Linked DNA regions of Gossypium hirsutum: region 2 is linked to region 1. Evidence: chromatin contacts called from public Hi-C data. All regions are on one chromosome and are shown on one strand. Each heading gives the region's core, a stretch centred on a gene start, on an enhancer-like site or on the middle of the called end of the contact. The rest is flanking DNA. Distances are from core to core; before and after follow the strand shown.

Region 1 (2,980 bases), core at 256-2,755:
TATATAGATTTTGGTATCTTTATGTATTTGTGTCGTGTTGTATTTCATATAATATTTTCAGTTTTTTTCCCAGGTCATGCAAAGCAATGCCAATCTACATTAGTAACAAAAGAGAAGCTAAATTCATATTTTCATCCAATAAAGGGAGAAGGTTGGTTAAGGCAGAAACGAAATTTATGAGATTAATACTTACCCAACAGGCACTTCAAGGCTTTCCGAAGCAAGTTTTGCCTGGAAAAAGAAAGGTGGGAGGGGGGGGGGAGGAGCTGAATTACAGTAGCAACAGTATAAAAATTGGATTACGAAAAGGAAGAAAAAGAATGATTGGGATTACCTGGTGAATTGCAAGTTCCATGTATGCTAGATTATCACTTTCCATCTAAGACAATAAGAAAGAACAAAGAAAGTGAAGCAAAAGCTAAAAATGACAAAGAGGAAAAATAAGACCAGATTTTAGACGAAATGACTGGTAGCTACTGAAAGAAAAACAAAAAATGAAAAAAAACAACTGCCCAAATCCTGCAATTCAAATACCAATATTCAACTACCTAAAAACAAGAAAAGTAAAACCTACGGGTGAGCAATCAGTCGGGTCAGTGCAGAAAAATCAAAAACTGACTTAACCGACTTCCCCTTTTTAAGGAACTGAAACCGAACCGACTTAGTTGGAGAACCGAGAAAACCAACCCAAATTAGTTTTGATCCGTTACTGACCAAACCGAGTTTAGTTTGCTTCAATTTTTTTTCCAAACATGATAAAATGACGATAGCAATTGACAAATTCAGTTTACAGCTTCAATTTTAGATTTTTATTTTTTTTATAATTAAAAGAAGGCAACGGGGCCGTAAGTTCTACCAGACCTTACATAATTGGTACCTCTCATATCACTCAAGCATAATTTTTGAACTTCAGGGAATAGGTCTTCAAAAACCTTAACAGCATATGACCTGCTGGTTCATGACTTCGCCATAAAATCTGCAAATTGATTGGCTTCTCGATACACATGCTTAAAATGCACAGTAAGTTCTTACACATTAACTGATAACAACAGCTTTAAACTCGATTCAAAGGACATATGATTGGAGGGTTGAGTCTATTTGTAACCCACAAAATTGCCGATAAAATCAGCATAATTGAAGGCCAATGGATGCAAAATGCTACATAATTAAAACAGTTTTAGTAAAATGACGAAGAGGTCCATCTTAAAGAAACGATTTCAGTCAAATATCAATAACCCCAAATCGCAGCAAATATAATTAGAAAAAAAACCCAAAAAATTACCTGAGAACCGAGAAAGGCGAACTGATCAGCGGTAGCGCGAAAACGAGAGAGGGAGACCTTACACCGACTGACGACCAATGGACAGAGATTAAAAAAGGAAAAAAGAATAGAAATAAAAGAAAAAAGAAAGAAAGGGCAACAGAAGGGAGGAACGGGTTTTAGGAGAGAATGCAGAAAGGACTAAGGTGAAAGACAAAGAGAAGAAGAAGAAGTGGAGCAACAGTTTTAACAAATTTGGGCAAGTTGAAATTGTTAGAATGGCCAAGTGTAAAGGGAAAAGGAGAATATTGCACCCTAGGTCCCTGTACCTTTGAATTGTTTCTATTCAACCCTTGGGTCACCGGGTACAATTTTTTTTTCTTTTCCTTTATTTTGAATTGTTGTTTTTGTTTTCCTTTTGCATCTACGATCTCAGTTAGAATTATTAGCACATGGTGTCGATGAATTGAAATTCAAATTCATGTTGAGTATATGCTTTGATATATCATGTATTTGAATATGTGCGCTTTGGTATATATATATATTATATTCACACATTTATATGGCCATGCAATATGCTAAAATGAGGGGGGGTGCATGGGAATGAGAACTACAACCACTAAATCATCTCAAAGCACAACCATGTTTAGTATCAATGTGATACTTGTTCTTTAAGAATGTTTAAATTTTTTATGAGTAGCTCCTGAAGATTAACAAATTTATCATTGTGGTACTCGTTGTTTAAGAATGTTCAATCTACCTATCCTATCAAAACATCGAACTGCTTATCTACCTACCACTAACACATTTAAATATGACTTATAATGTGGCTTTCCGAAGCAAGTTTTGCCTATAAAAAGAAAGGGGGGGCTGAATTACAGCAACAACAATACAGAAATTGGACTAGGAAAAGGAAGAAAAAGAATGATTGGGATTACGTGTGCAAGATTATCACTTTCCATCTAAGACAATAAGAGAGAACAAAGAAAATGAAGCAAAAGCTAAAAATGACAAAGAGGAAAAATAAGACCAGATTTTAGACGAAATGATTGGTAGCTACTGAAAGAAGAACAAAAAATGAAAAATAAAATTAAAACGATTGCCCAAATCCTACAATCCGAATACCAATATTCAAAACCCTAAAAATAAGAGAAGTAAAACCATAAACAAATACAACACATAGAACACAAAACTGAGTTCAAATGAATGAAATAACGAAAGAAAACGTATCTCAAATGTAATGGTTTTGGAGAAGAAATCTAAAGAAGGATCCGAAAGAAATGGCCTCAAGAAATGGAATAAATAAAAAAATTATAATTTTTAAAAATATATAAATTATAAACAGAGATAAAAATTTTATTGTTTTTTCTTAATCAATAAATTGATTTTTTTTTTTGAGTTCTTTCAGATTCTTACTTAATTTAATTTTTATTTGAGATCAAATAAATGGTTCTCACAAACATAGTCCCTCAAAGGTGATCAAATTCAGTTAATTTTCACTAATGACATTCCTCTTGCAGTGAGTCTGTGCAAGTCAACCATTCATCATCATCTCGATACCAAAGTTGCAATGAATATCTATTATGGCTAAAATGAAAAAAAAAAAAAACATTCTTCCTGATAGTTTGCTAGAAGCTACAACAGCAATGTCCTATCATATATATTGAATTAACATTAGAAACAAGATTGGTTAAAGCAAAATAACTCAGATAGGATTTT
Region 2 (2,980 bases), core at 288-2,787, 56 kb before region 1:
ATATTTTTTTATGATTTTTAAATTTTAGATTAATTCATTATTTTGTTAATAATGTTATTATTATTTACTTATTATTATTGTTTATTTTAGCTACAAACTTTGATGTATATATACGTATATTTTTTATTTGTTAGAAATATATATATTTTTTATGCTATTCATTTTTACGTGTATATATATATATGTATATATGTCCATATAGTTTAATTCACATACAAATATATATGTGTATATATATACTTATTTTTTTAACTTATATACATGTCTGTACATATCTATGTACATATTTTTAACTTTCATAAATATATATGCATGCTTGAATATATACACATATCTTATCATTTTTATATCTATACATATATAGATTTTTGCTTCTACAGTTTTATTTTTGTGTTGTTATTATTGCTTTATCTTATATTTATTTATGTGTTCATCATTATTTTTATAAAATGTTAGCGCTAGTTGTCTATTATTTCATGTATAATTGTTGTCATCTTTTATTTATTTATTTATCATTTTTTTGTGATTATTCGTGTTATGTTTACATCGTCGTATTTATTATTTTTTTGATACCCATATTAACATTGTGTTTTACGATTTTTGAATAAATAAATTTTGTGTTTAGATTTGGGAAGGTCGTACCCTAATTTACTGGTTTAGATTTTCACAATAAATCTAAATACGTGAATTTTTTAAACTCAAGTTTTAAATGATCTCGGGAATTAAGAAAAGATCGTGTCCTAACTTACTAGGCATGATCTCTTTTCTAAACCCGAGATAATTACATATCTTTTAAATAAGTAAATTTTAGCATTTTTTATTCACGTATCGGGAATTCGAGACATTGTGTCCTAACTTACTGGATATGATTCTTTTTCTCGAATAACGTGAAACATGCTTCTTTTCCCAAAAATTTTTATTTTAATACAAGGATCGTATTTTTAAATTTTTCAAGTTCTTAATTTTCAACACTAAGACATTAAGTAATCAACTAGGTACCAATTTTGGGCGCTACGAGGGTGCTAATCCTTCATCGTACGTAACTGACTTCCGAACCCCTTTTTTTGAATTTCGTGGACCAAATTCGTTGTTTTAATAAAATTAAATTGTTTATTAAAAATAACCACTTATCAATGTGATCCGATTACACCTCATCAAAAAAGATCGGTGGCGACTCCCGTTTTTTCATTTTTATTTTCAAAATCCAAGTCGACTCCTTTTTTCATCCAAAAAAATGATGTCAACACTTGGTAATGCCATTCGGTCTTACAAACGCATCCTCTGCCTTTCAAGAACTGATGAACGAAATTTTCTAACCAATTCTCCGACAATTTGTTCTTGTCTTTTTCGACGACATACTGATCTATAGCGCAACGTGGGCCTTGTATTTGGACCCTCTTTGACAGGTTCTTCAGCTCTTGCGTTCTCACCATTTGGTAGCAAAATAGTCCAAATATTTATTTGGACAAGAATATGTGGGCTACTTGGGCCATATCATTTCAGTCGAGGGTGTTGAGGTTGACCCAGACAAAATTCAGGCCATTGTCAATTTGCTCACACTGACAACAATCAAAGACATTCACGTATTTTTGGCCTTGGCTGGGTATTACCGACTTTTTATTCGCAAGTATGCAACAATAGTTGGCCCATTAACTGATTTACTTAAAAATGACTCTTTTAAGTGGACACCGACAACAAGCCTAGCCTTTTCTAAATTACAGAAACTATTGGCATCAGCCCTTATACTCTTAACTTCCAAAATTTTCTAAGCCCTTCACAATCGAAACTGATGCTTCAGGTATCGACATTGGCGCCATTCTGTCTCAAGATGGCCATCCCATTGCATTTTTCAGTCAAAAACTTTCTCCTCACCTGTAAGCCGCATCCACTTATAATCAAGAGATGTATGCTATTACCCAAGCCATCGCACAATGGCAGCAATATTTATTGGGTCACCGATTCGTTATCGTTACAGATCAACAGCCCTTAAAAAGCCTCACGAAGTATATCATCCAGACACCCGACCAACAAAAATGGGTTGGCAAACTATCGGGATATGATTTTGAGATCGTCTATCGTCCAGGCAAGCTTAACCATGCCGCAAATACCCTTTCACGACCTCTAGTAGCTTCCTTGTTTGCTATTATAGGTCCGGAGTTCGCCATCATTGTGCAATACGTGAGGCCAATAAAGCTCACTCTGAGTTATTAACTTGGCATGCTCAACTTCGTGCCCATCCTGAATCCCTTTTGGGTTATATGAATCGCGACGGTCTCTTATATTTTCACGACTGCCTTATCATTTCGTCTGATTCCCCCCTTCGGCACCAATTCATAAGCGAGTTTCATTCTACTCTGATAGGTGGACATGCAAGAATCACTCGAACATTCCATCGACTTTCTTCAATTTTTTTCTGGAAAGGAATGTGTGGTGATGTTCACTAATTTGTCTCCGAATGTTCTATCAGTGAACAAATGAAAGACTCATCCTTGCACCTTGCTGGCTTACTTCAACCTCTGCCAATTCCAACTTTGGTGTTCGAAGACATCTCTATGGATTTTATTACCAGGTTACCACCTTCACGAGGGAAAGCTACTATCATGGTGGTCGTAGATCGTCTCTCCAAATATGGACATTTCTTAGCCCTTCCTAATGATTTTTTGAGTCTCACGATTGCATCGACCTTTTTTACGAACATTATCCGTCTTCATGGCATTCCCCGCACAATAGTCACGGATCGACATCCTCATTTTATTCTATATTTCTAGAAGAAAATTCGTCGTCTACATGACACCATTCTCGCAATGAGTACCCCTTATCACCCTCAAACCGATGGCCAGACAGAGGTCCTTACCAAATGTCTTGAAATGTACCTCCGTTGCTTCACAGGAAATACTCCCTACAACTAGGTTGCGATGTTACCTTGGGCAGAATATTGGTACAACACAGCTTATCAAACCACCACTCAGATGACACCCTA

The links. Hi-C and Micro-C count contacts between places; a contact is called where the count stands out from the background.
Region 2: a contact with region 1 is called in a Hi-C map of leaf, with 2.5 times the contacts expected there. The contact joins the enhancer-like site here to the promoter of LOC107899536 in region 1. A contact is called at or near these places in 13 of 34 Hi-C or Micro-C datasets (anther, callus, fibers and 4 more).

What each region holds. Positions count from the first base shown.
Region 1 is chrD04:48,274,244-48,277,223 of Gossypium_hirsutum_v2.1, reverse strand. It overlaps LOC107899536 (tRNA-specific adenosine deaminase TAD2), which reads right to left and starts at 1,505. Exons shown (of 10, transcript XM_041090745.1): 1 at 1,283-1,505; 2 at 878-976; 3 at 335-379; 4 at 194-231. The coding sequence starts at 379.
Region 2 is chrD04:48,330,003-48,332,982 of Gossypium_hirsutum_v2.1, reverse strand. No RefSeq gene overlaps it. Among protein-coding and RNA genes, the nearest start is that of LOC107899538, 17 kb to the left of the region's middle. Within about 2 kb of position 1,537, at least 3 of the 9 cell types and tissues checked have an H3K27ac peak or open chromatin away from gene starts, as enhancers often do. A contact at or near this core is called in hypocotyl and leaf, where this site is marked.